Regions from separate parts of the Sus scrofa genome. Here region 2 is linked to region 1. A link is a contact called in public Hi-C data. All regions are on one chromosome and are shown on one strand. Each heading gives the region's core, a stretch centred on a gene start, on an enhancer-like site or on the middle of the called end of the contact. The rest is flanking DNA. Distances are from core to core; before and after follow the strand shown. Region 1 overlaps ROS1 (proto-oncogene tyrosine-protein kinase ROS). Region 2 holds the start of FAM162B (protein FAM162B).

What was found. A called contact is a pair of places that touch in the nucleus more often than the background predicts.
Region 2: a contact with region 1 is called in a Hi-C map of skeletal muscle, with 8 times the contacts expected there. The contact joins the promoter of FAM162B here to the enhancer-like site in region 1. A contact is called at or near these places in 5 of 47 Hi-C or Micro-C datasets (embryonic fibroblasts, epiblast stem cells, fetal skeletal muscle and 1 more).

The regions. Positions count from the first base shown.
Region 1 is chr1:44,482,808-44,489,203 of Sscrofa11.1, forward strand. ROS1 (proto-oncogene tyrosine-protein kinase ROS) reads left to right here. Exons shown (of 44, transcript XM_021089102.1): 29 at 528-672; 30 at 1,442-1,674; 31 at 1,782-1,958. Among named protein-coding and RNA genes, the nearest start is that of VGLL2, 72 kb to the right of the region's middle. Within about 2 kb of position 1,859, at least 1 of the 83 cell types and tissues checked has an H3K27ac peak or open chromatin away from gene starts, as enhancers often do. A contact at or near this core is called in skeletal muscle, where this site is marked.
Region 2 is chr1:44,885,079-44,891,226 of Sscrofa11.1, forward strand. It overlaps FAM162B (protein FAM162B), which reads left to right and starts at 4,504. Exons shown (of 5, transcript XM_005654391.3): 1 at 4,504-4,957; 2 at 5,105-5,194; 3 at 5,197-5,212. The coding sequence starts at 4,786. It overlaps LOC110260274 (a long non-coding RNA gene), which reads right to left and starts at 4,505. Exons shown (of 3, transcript XR_002343261.1): 1 at 4,371-4,505; 2 at 2,327-2,415.

The sequences.
Region 1 (6,396 bases), core at 609-3,108:
TTTTAAAATATCTGAGCGCATACTTCCCGTCAGACCAGTACAATCAGAATCTCTGAGGGTGGGACCCAGGCGTCAGTATTTTCTTAAAATGTCCCAGATGATTCCAAAGTTGAGAACCACTGGTCTAAGGAAAGCCTTTTTAGTTTCTTAAACTTTATTTCTAAGAATGATCAAGGTAGCTTCATCTTTTATCATGTTCACTTATGTCACATCGTTTTAATACCTTCTTGCTGAATTTCTAATGTGCTGCTAATGAGATAGTGTCTTCCTCTGGGAATTTTGCTTTCTACGTGAAATGACTATGTCACAGAATTAACTGAGGGTGGCCAATCATTTGGCATTTATTCCTGGAGACATTAAACCACTCAGGTCTGGGCAGACTAGGACAGTGAACATTGTCACTATGATGCAAGACTGAAAAATTAATTAACTTTTTGAGTATTTTAGTTTTTTTCTCTCTTTAATTAAATTCTCATTTGTGCAAAAAATCAGAATCAGACATTGATTTTTTTTTAAATTAATTACAGGAATTTCAGGAGAGTATAGCCCTTATTGAAGGTTTACAACCATTTTCAACATATATGATACAGATAGCTGTAAAGAATTATTATTCAGATCCTTTGGAACAATTACCTCTGGGAAAAGAGATTTGGGGAAAAACTAAAAGTGGAGGTGAGTTATGTGCGTGGTGTGGGTTTCTAGAGCGGAATTTTGCAATACTTGTGATGTGTATGCCTCCATTAGTTTTTATCTGGATGCTAAGTAATCTTTATGTGAGATTTTAAAGCTTAAAAGAAAAATGTACTTGTGGAATAGTCTGATGGCATAATCCTTATCCTAACACCAGAAGATGATGGATAATATCCCACCAAAATGAAAAAGCAACCATAAGGCAAAACATGATCAATTCTGGGTGACTGGAAACACATTCTTTGGACTCACCACAGAGTGTCACTCTCTTCCTGTGTATTTATCAGTCTCTGTCCATGTGGTGAGACCTAGGAAAGCCAATTCTTTTTTCTTTGAGAATTTTACCGTGGCGACTGAGATATAAAGTAATATAACATCATTGCCTTAGAGAAAATGGATCTAGAATCTATAAAGGTGTTTTAAGAGGTGGAGGTTATTATGAGTGGATGTCATTTCTTTCACAGGTTGCTGATGGCATTCACAAAACTCACTTGAATTAGGTTACTCATCATCATTGGCCATATCCTTGAGCTGGAGTCAGAGAATGATTCAGTTATTAGGCAAAAATAAGCAAGAGCCTTTCAGGCAGTCTGTTAACTTAGTGTTACATAAGAGGCTGGCTTTCCTTCAGAACATCTGTCATTCATTCTGCTCACATGATATGCTTATTCCTCAACCAAGACTCCATTACTTCTTTCCATCTTTCAGTGCTGTTGCAACATCACTTATTGTGCGTTGCTATTTATTTCAGTACCAGAGGCAGTTGAGCTCATTAACACAACTGTGCAGTCAGACACCAGCCTTGTTATATCCTGGAGAGAATCTCACAAGCCAAACGGACCTAAAGAGTTGGTCCGCTATCAGGTGGCAATCTCGCACCTGGCTTCAGTTCCCGAGACTCCACTCAGGCCAAGTGAATATCCAAATGGAAGGCTCTCTCTCCTTGTTACTAGACTGTCTGGTGGAAAACTTTATGTGTTAAAGGTACGGTGAGTGTATTGGGTACTTTCATTGCCATTCTCAAGTGCAAGGTTCAAGAAAGGTTAAGCAGTTTTTTTTGTTTGTTTGTTTTTGTTTTTTTTAACGAAAAGGTTCTGGCCTGCCATGCTGAGGAAATGTGGTGTGCAGAGAGTCAGCCTGTCACTGTTGAAACGTTTGACACACCAGAGAAACCTTATGCCTTGGCTCCAGAGAACACGAGTTTGCAACTAGGTTGGAAGGCTCCATCTAATGTTAACCTCATCAGCTTCTGGTTTGAACTCCAAAAGGTACATCTCACCATACACTTATTTTTTTTTAAATGGATGCACCCAAGGCAAATGGAAGATCCCAGGCTAGGGTTCGAATCAGAGCTGCAGCTAAGGCCACAAGCACAGGCACAGCAACACCAGATCTGAGCCACATCTACAACCTACACCGCACCTTGTGGCAACACCAGATCCTTAACCCACTGAGTGAGGCTAGGGATTGGACCTGCAACCTCACGGATACTATGTCAGGTTCTTAACCCGCTAAGCCATTAATGGAAACTCCTCACCATACACTTTTAATGCAAATCTTTGTTTTATGCTATAGAATAAATCAGAAGGCCTTTAAAAAAATATCTCTAGGGCATTCAATTGTATAAATGAGCAATATAGTTGTCAGCATTCATCAATTCAGGTTTTCCAGATAGAAGCAGTAAGCCATCTAGACTAATTAATTTCTGATGGAAAAAATTATCGGAGAGATTAAATTGCTCTTAAAAGTTTCCATAAGTAGGATATAAGTTATGGTTCACTGGTTTCATAATATTTTACTTACTTTAGATGTTATCAGCTTGGTCCTCTAGTTTAAAGTCCATAACAATTTGGTGTTTTCTATGAAAAAAATGAAAGAAGTGAATAAATATAAACTTAGTATTGTTTAGAAATGTTCTTTCAACCATTTAAAGGTAATATGGCAACAGGAGAGAAATAAAATATAAAGCCAGTTTATCCTATACTAGTTTGATATTGATCGTAAACTTTAAATGGTTATTCATCCAAAAATCTTTATGGTTTAACCATTGTGAAAATACCTATTAAATTTATGCATCAATTAATGAATTCATTTCCAGGAAAGTCTACATTGATTTTTATACTGATACACTTAATAGACTATTAAGTTTTTATAATTGTGACATTTCCTTTTTCACTATTATATATTTGCATATCCACATTTGTAAAGATTGGTTGGGAGTGTTTTGTCCAGAAGGAACTTAAAAAAAAAAAATCAGTATAGTCCTGGCTTCATATTTCTTTAAAACTGAAGTTGCTCTCCAGGATGTTTTAAAATTTTACGAAATAAAATATTTTTGGTAATCTTTTTGGTTTTTTTTTTTTTTTAGGGCCGCACCCGAGGCACATGGAGGTTTCCAGTCTAGGGGTCGAATTGGAGCTACAGCTGCTTGCCTACACCTCAGCCATAGCAATGCGGGATCTGAGTTTCGTCTGCCTCCTACACCACAGCTCACGGCAATGCCAGATCCTTAACCCACTGAGTGAGTCCAGGGATCGAACCTGCGTCCTCATGGCTGCTAGTCGGGTTCGTTAATCACTGAGCCATGATGGGAACTCCTATTTTTGGTAATCTTGTACTTTTTAGATAAAAACTATGACAAATACAAAACAGTGAATACTGAGTTAAGTCCAAAAGTTTAATTGGACTTTTCCCATTGAGCATGTTTATGAAGATTTGTTGCCAATTTGAAAAATGGTCATTTCATAAAAAATTAAGTTTTAAATAGGAGAAAGTGAAGGATCATTTCTTTTTGGACATCCATTTAAGTCAGCCTGATGCAGTTCAGTGTGAAGTCAAGGGGAAGGATGCAAAGATTTTTTCCAGATCAAAGAAGTGAAATGAGGACGGACCTTAGAGGTGATGACTCTAGCCTCTCATTTTACTGATGAGAAGCTAGAGACCCAGACAGGTGCCTTGATGAGTCACATATCCCCAGTTAGGCAGAGGAGGACCCTCGGGGCCTGACTCATCACTATGGCAGGCCTGCTTGGTCCATCCATGGAAGGAACATGTCTCATTGTCACCCACCCCACTTCTCAAAGTTTGGGAGAGGGACAGCAGACAGGGACTACCTAGTTCAGTCCTCATGACTTTCTTTTTTTTTTTCTCTTCTTTTCCTTTTAAATTATTATTTCCCCAATACAATTTTTTTTCTACTGTATAGCATGGTGACCCAGTTACACATACATGTATACATTCTTTTTTCTCACATTATCATGCTCCATCATAAGTGACCAGACATAGTTCCCAGTGCTACACAGTAGGATCTCATTGCTAATCCATTCCAAAGGCAATAAACTGCATCTGTTAACACCAAGCACCCCATCCACCCCACTCACTCCCCCTCCCCCTCCCCCTTAGCAACCACAAGTCTATTCTCCAGGTCCATGATTTTCTTTTCTATGGAAAGGTTCATTTGTGCCATATATTAGATTCCAGATAGAACTGATATCATATGGTATTTGTCTTTGTCTTTCTGACTTACTTCACTCAGTATGAGAGACTCTAGTTCCATCCATGTTGCTGCAAATGCCATTATTTTGTTCTTTTTTATGGCTGAGTAGTATTCCGTTGTGTATATATGCCACATCTTCCCAATCCAATCATCTGTCAATGGACATTTGGGTTGTTTCCATGTCTTGGCCGTTGTGAACAGAGCTGCAATGAACATGCAGGTGCACGTGTCTTTTTCAAGGAAAGTTGTGTCTGGATATATGCCCAAGAGTGGGATTGCTGGGTCATATGGTAGTTCTATGTATAGTTTCCTAAGGTACCTCCATACTGTTCTCCACAGTGGTGGTACCAGCTTCCATTCCCACCAACGGTGCCGGAGGCTTCCCTTTTCTCCACACCCCCTTGGGCATTTGTTCTTTGTGGACTTATTAATGATGGCCATTCTGACTGGTGTGAGGTGGTATCTCATGGTGGTTTTGATTTCCATTTCTCTAGTAATCAGGGATGTTGAGCATTTTTTCATGTGCTTGTCGGCCATCTGTACATCTGCCTTGGAGAAATGTCTATTCGGGTGTTTTGCTCATTTTTTTCAATGGGGTTGTTGGCTTTTTTGCTGTCGAGTTGTATAAGCTGTTTGTATATTCTAGAGCTTAAGCCCTTGTCAGTTGCATCATTTGAAAGTATTTTGTCCCATTCTGTAAGTTGTCTTTTTGTTTTCTTTTTGGTTTCCTTTGCTGTGCAAAAGCTTGTCAGCTTGATGAGGTCCCATCGGTTTATTTTTGCTTTTATTTTCTGTTGCTTTGGGAGACTGACCTGAGAAAACATTTGTAAGGTTGATGTCAGCGCATGTTTTGCCTGTGTTCTCTTCCAGGAGCTTGATGGTGTCTTGTCTTATATTTAAGTCTTTCAGCCATTTTGAGTTTATTTCGGTGCATGGTGTGAGGGGGTGCGTTCTAGTTTCATTGATTTGCATGCAGCTGTCCAGGTTTCCCAGCAATACTTGCTGCAAAGACTGTTTTCCTCCCCGCATTTTATGTTCTTGCCTCCTTTGTCAAAGATTCATTGACCATAGGTGTCTGGGTTTATTTCTGGGTTCTCTATTCTGTTCCATTGGTCTGTCTGTCTGTCTGTCTGTCTGTCTGTTTTGGTACCAGTACCACACTGTCTTGAGGACTGTGGCTTTGTAATATTGCCTGAAGTCTGGGAGAGCGATGCCTCCTGCTTGGTTTTTGTTCCTCAGAATTGCTTTGGCAATTCTGGGTCTTTTGTGGTTCCATATACATTTTTGGATTGTTTGTTCTAGTTCTGTGAAGAATGTCATGTGTACTTTGATAGGGATTGCATTGAATCTGTCTATTGCTTTGGGTAGTATGGCCATTTTTACACTATTAATTTTTCCTGCCCATGAGCATGGAGTATCTTTCCATTTCTTTACATCTTCTTTAATTTCCTTGATGAATGTTTTATAGTTCTTGGCATATAAGTCTTTTACCTCCTTGGTCAGGTGTATTCCCAGGTATTTGATTTTTTGGGGTGCAATTTTAAAAGGTATTTTATTTCTGTGTTCCTTTTTTAATATTTCATTGTTTTTATACAGAAATGTGACTGATTTCTGAATGTTAATCTTATATCCTGCAACTCTGCTGAATTTGTTGATCAGTTCAAGTAGTTTTTGGTTTGAGTCCTTGGGGTTTTCTATATATAGTGTCATGTCATCTGCATACAGTGACAGTTTTACCTCTTCTCTTCCTTTTTGGATGCCTCATGACTTTCATGTGATGCTTTTGTTTCAGAACTTCTCTACACTTGCTTAGTACAGGTTCCATACACTTAGGAAATCATGAAGCTGAAAATGGAAGATAGCGTAATTTCTACATGTGTGACCATCTATAAGTAGTACCCGATGAGCACAGCCAAAGGCCATGTGCTGGTGATGACCTCTAGTCAGAAAGTTCTATTTTTTTTTGAGCAACTTGAACCTACCTCATGATGATAGGACAGCTAGGAATGGCCCTATAACCTCACAATGAAACTCTGAGGGGTGAGTGACGAGGGTGAATACATGGATTTTAATGAATCTTTTCTTTAGAAAGGAAAGGAGAAAAGGATAAACTTCCAGGCTTGGCTTTTCCTTACATGGAAAAATGAGGGATTTAGAGCACAAGGCTAAATTATCTAGATCTTAAATTCCATAGATTCTTAATCACAATA
Region 2 (6,148 bases), core at 3,254-5,753, 400 kb after region 1:
AAATTACAGCTTTTAATTTTGTCAGGGAAATAATCCCTAAGTTTCAAATTTTATACATCTCCTTCCTTGGGGAAAAGCAGTTATAGAAATTGCCCTTTCTTCCTAAATATTTGAACTATAGTGCATATGAACAAAATCATTATTAAAGAAATTAAAACTTTTTCACCATTCGTTCAGCTAACATTTCTTGTTGTAGCTTTTCTCTTTTTCACTTTAAGAAGATCCTTTAGGAGTCCCCGTCATGGCTCAGTGGAAACGAATATGACTAGCATCCATGAGGACGCAGGTTCGATCCCTGGCCTCATTCAGTGGGTTAAGGATCCAGTGTTGCTGTGAGCTGCGGTGTAGGTAGAAGAAGTGGCTTGGACCTGGTGTGACTGTGGCTGTGGCCAGTGGCTACAGCTCTGATTCAACCCCTAGCCTGGGGACCTTCATATGCTGCAGGGGCAGTGCTTAAAAAAAAAAAAAAAAAAAAGAAGAAGAAGATCCTTTTACACTTCTTGTAAGGTTGGTTTAAGGTTGGTCTAGTATTGATGAACTCTTTTAGTTTTATTTTCATGTTTGATTTTTGGATAGCCTAGTAGGCATAACTCTTGGATGTTCATTAGTACTAAGCTTTTGAGAACAGACGTTTAATATATACTTTCTGGTTGAATGAAAGAATGAAGAAATAATGAAATAGCTGATTTAACCTCTGTAATATTCTGTCTCCTAGGTTATGCAGTTTTAATCTTAAAAAATTTCCCTAGATTTTGGTTCTTTTACCCAACCCAGACCTCTTGTTGGAGAGCTCTGATAATTTGAATGATTTGTGGGACTAGTGCCCTTTTGATTAACTTGAGTTAATTGAAATTAACGAATTCTTTCATTACTCTTCATCATCAGGATTATAAATAGTAAATAAGATAGAGATGCAGGGTTAAAAAGGAATAGATGATTGGCACCATGAAAGTTTTTTTTGGTTTGTTTTGTTTTTTGTCTTTTTAAGGCAAAACCCATGGCATATGGAGGTTCCCAGGCTATGGGTCGAATCGGAGCTGTTGCTGCCCGCCTACGCCAGAGCCACAGCAACTCGGGATCCGAGCCACGTCTGCAACCTACACCACAGCTCACAGCAATGCAGGATCCTTAACCCACTGAGCGAGGCCAGGGTTCGAACCCGCAACCTCATGGTTCCTAGTCGTATTCATTTCCACTGCACCACGACAGGAACTCCCAGCACCATAAAAGTTTTACATGATAATATCCATGTTTTAGAAAAATCTCTGGAGGCTAGGCGAGAAAGGACTGGAGAAAGAACTACCAGACATGGGGGAAATACTTTGGAGGTCATAAGAATAGGATGAGGGACAGAGAATAAATAAAACACTGAAAATGGGAACTAAAAGGAATAACACGAAGAGCTGTATATAAGCGTACATTAATGCTTTCTGAAATCTCATTTTGGGCTTTGGCTGGTGTCCTCAGTACATGCTCAGTACCAGCAGGTAATCGGGCCCTGGCCTGGACTGCTCATTTAATAATTTGCCCAAAGCACTGGAGATCATTGTAAACCGTGTCTGTAAGGAAACTGTCACTCTAGAACTCACCCTACAAAAAGACTAGCAGGGGATTAGTTTTTTGGTTTTTGTTTTCTTTTTTTTTTAGGGAAGCATCTGTGGCACATGGAAGTTGCTAGGCTAGGGGTCTAATCAGAGCTTCAGCTGTTGGTCTACACCACAGCCACAGCAATGAAGGACTGATCTGTGTCTGGGACCTACACCACAGTTCCTGGCAATGCTGGATCCTTAACCCATTCAGCAAGGCCAGGGATCAAACCTGCATCCTTATGGATACCAGTTGGGGTCCTTACCGCTGAGCCACAACAGGAATTCCATAACAGGGGATTAGAAAACAAGTTGGTTAAGGTCCCTCCCAGCTGCTCCTTTGGGAAAAAGGCATTTCCTGATGAGGGAATATCATCCCAGCCAGACTACAGCAATCTTTGGATTTCCTGCCTTAGCCCCGTGCTGAGCATAGAATAGCCTACAGTGAGTTTTTGAAAAATAAAAAATCACCCACACTTTCCCTTTAATCTATCTCATAGCTTTATTTAAAATTTATTCCTAGTTATAACAATATATCTTAAGGAAGAAGTAAATTAACCTGTAGGAAATGGGGATGTAAACCATACAAATCAAAACAAGACTTGAAGGAACCAAAGTGAAAACAGTATATGCAAATTATATGAAACACTGGAGTGAAAAACAATATAGTACAGAACTGGTAGCCTGAAACCACCGTTAGTAATGAGCTCAGTGAGGAGAAAAGATTTTTGTATGCTTACCTGTTATGTTGTAATCTCAGAGTCCTGAACAGTACCCAGCACATAGGAAACACTCAGTGAACATATGCTGAATGAGTAAATGAGCTGTTCTGGTTTAAAAGAAAAACAGAAAGGAATATAATTAGCTTTTCTTTCGATTAGGAGTTGACTTGAAGGGTTTTTTTCTTTTCTTTTGTTTGTTTTTGGTGGTTGTTCCAATTCTAGAGCTAAAGAAAGCATCACTTGTGCAGCTGTAATTTTTTTAAATGTAGAACACTGCCAGATAATGACATTTTAATCCCATCAGGAAGAGAGAATAGAATGCAAACTGTTCTTTCTCTCATGACATAAGCCATGGTTCTCTTGCCCTGTGGTTCCTCAATGATAGAGAAGCTTGAAATAGAAAATCATGCGTAGATGTCTGACGTTTGGTTCTCTTCTCTCCAGGGAAATAAACTTATTTCGCCAAACTAGTTTAATAAGCCTTGGTGAACTTTAATGAACTATTAACAATTGGTTGTTTCCCAGAAATGTTTTTCTCTCACTCTATGGATCTTTCTTCTCAGTGACGTGAAGAAAAAGAAAATATTAAAAGAAAAAAACAACACATTTGAATAATGGGAGAATTATTCAAGTAGCATATTCCTGCAACCATCAAATATTATTTATGGCAACACTGTCAGGTATGAATTCATTACCTTCATCATGTAGCATGTCCTCAAGTATTCAGTCTTTCCTTAAACTTGCCCAGATGTAGTCTATTTTATTATTGAAGATTTGCATTCATTTATTCATTCATTTGACAGATTAAAATCAAGTTATGTACTAAGTGCCAATGTTTCAGCTACATCCTGGGGATACAGTGCTGAATAAGACAATTTTGACCCTTGGGGAGCTCATAGCTTCCTAAAGTTCCCTACAGGAGATTTCTTGAATTAAAATGCCCCTGTTTCCAGACTAGTTAAACAATGTGAAGGGAAAGAACATCTTTGAAGTGTTATTATGTGCCAGGCACATTTGGAGGGGTATCCCTAACCATCCTTCCACCTCATGCCTACTTACTTTGTTTCATCTTGCTTTTTTTGCTTCATCTACTAACCCCCACTTGGCATTGTTCACAGCTCCATGTCCAGCTCTGAGAAGTAGCTGGTGTATACAGTATGGGTTTTGTTTGTTTTGTAGTGGTTGCAGGAATGAACTTGAGAGGCAGGAATTCTCATTTTACAAATGAGGCCAAGATTGATGACTTGAATGATTTGCTCATAGGGAGTTCCCTGGTGGCTCAGCAGGTTAAGGATCAGGCATTGTCACTGCTGTGGCTTGGGTTGCTGCTATGGTGAGGCCCAGGAACTTCTGAACGCTGTGGGTGTGGCTCCCCAAAATGATCTCCTCATAACTGTGTAACCCTTAAGTCACAAATCAGGGGTTTAAAGTTGAATGAAGGCAAAGCTAACATTCTTTCTAAAATCACTCCTGTAAATGCGTATTTCTTTACAGAGTTATGCATCTGTGTTCTTTTGTTAAATACCATTATGTGAAAGACAGAGATCTTGCCTTCAAGTGCCTAAAGTCTAGTTAGGGAGAAAAGAAACACCTGAAAATCCAACTAAAAGTAAGTTAGTGTCTGGGCAGGGGAAGAACCTCAGAGACAGTCAAGGGGAGGATGGGCTGGGCCTGGGGCTGGGTTCTTAAGGGCGCTTCCACTTGGCTGAGATCTGTCTTCCCCGGACTATGAGTAGGTAGAAAAAGTAAGTTCCTTCCACTTAGCTTTCCTAAGAGCCCTTCTCTGCCTTCTCTGAGTCCCTGCTCTCATTTAAATCCCAGAGAATAGTGGATTCTGCCCTCTTTTTGAGAGGGAAGATGGTGGAAAGTAGAAGAAAAGCTCCTTTGACAGGGAGTTTGGGGACTTTCTGGTCTAAGACATGAAGAGGTAACAAAAAGCAGTTGCCGTTGTTTTGCCCAGAAACGATAAAAGTATGGGAGTGGAGGGCGGGGTGAGGCGCTAACTTCAAAATACGTCCTCATGGGAAAATCAGAAGTCTTTTGACAAAGTCCTTACACTTACTTGGTAAACATTTGGAGCGACTGTTGGCTTTCCCTGGAGAAGAGGAGGGAGATTTATTCCCTTGGGCAGGGAACAGTGGAACCAAAGGGCGAAAGCCCGATGAAAACACGTTTCTACTCAAGAGTAAGAAATGCCCTTAAAACCAGCCGCACGGAGCCGTCTCGGAGGAAAGTAGTCCAGCAGAGGCAGGCCGCTCCCTGAGTCCTACCAGGCGAAGGACTCAGCCCTGGGGTCGCGATGTCCCGGTCTCGGGTCGCCGGCAGGGGGCGGGTCCGGGAGCCGAGGGTGGGCACGTCGGACTCCAGCTGCGCGCTTGGGGCTCCCCCGGGAGCGACGCGAAGTGGGGAGGGGCAGGGGGCCCCCGGAGCTCAAGCGCGGGCTCCGGCTCGCCGCGGGCGCGGGAACAAGGCGCATCATGCTCGCCGCGGTCGGGAGCCTCCTGCGCCTCCGCTCGGGGTGCATCCCCCGCTGCGCCCCGGGAGCACCGCCAGAAACCTCGAGGCGGCCGGTAGCATCTCTCCGGCCCCGGGGTCTTCCTCAGTACTCCAGTGGCGGGGCCCCGGGCGGCTCGGAGCCTCAGGGTTCCGGTGAGTGGGGGCTGGAAATGGCCTGGGAGCGAGGGGTCCGAGGAGGGGCGGGCGAGGAGCCGCGGCTAGGGGATTGAGGGGTGATTCTCTGTGCCGTCGGTCTGTCGGTTCTTCCGACCAACACCAAGCCTGTCGCTTTCGCAGCAGGGAGGGTCCACAGGGTCCCCGCCGAGCATAAGCCGTCGCAATTCGACAAGAAGATCTTGCTGTGGACCGGACGTTTCAAAGCGATGGAAGAGATCCCCCTAGGATCCCGTAAGTGTAGCCTGTGCCTGGCCCCGGGTGCGTGCGCCGGGGAGGGCGCTGGGGTTGGAGGGTCTATCCACTCACCTCTCGACCTAGAACGAAGGCGGCCGCGGAGCCAAGCAGGTCTTCCTAGCAATACCTTCCACCTTAAGGAATTTGTCTACGGCCCCCTAGTACGGTTAAATGCCAAGCTTCCTGACTAGTCTGGGAACTAAACTAAGCGGAAAAGGGGATTGTTGGAGTTGAGTGAAAACCCTGAAGTTCAATGGGCACTTCCATGGCGCCCGGATACCCGCCCCTAGCGAGCTCCAGGTGGTGAGACAGAGGAGTACTTAGGCCTAACCGAAGGCACCGTTGTCCTCTCGAGCACCCAAGGGGCTGCGGGGACAACAGAGAAAGAGGGGCTCTGTTCAGGGCGGCGGCTTCCTGCTGCACCCAAGGAGTAATCATGGCTCGTGGGGTGGCTGGAGAGTCTCTGGGAAGAAGCCACATCCACTCCTGGAGAGGGAGATGCCTGGTATACGCGGTTCTGCAGCCCTCTGAGCCCGGGATTCTTGGACTAGGACTCACTATGCATCAGCGTCTCTGGCCACTTCCCCCATCCCAAACCGAAGACAGAGGTTCGCTTGATAAAACTCAAGCTGCCAACTTCAGCTCCTTTCTGCTAATGCTAAATTTAAAAAAAAAAAAAAAAAAAAAAAGTAAATATAACCGGTAAAAACAATATTCCTATAGCTTCAGTTTATGCAAAGTCCAAAAATCTTCCCAGCACTTTTCAAGGGAGTGTTTAAAAAGGGGAAGGAAGGAAACTAAGAATAAAATTACTCTACTACTTTTTAAACTAATCTTAAAAAACAAGGAGGCTAGAATTATATCAAATAAGAATTTTAAATGTTCAAATAGATTTATATGAGGTAATCAATGCCTGATAGACTGGATAATGGA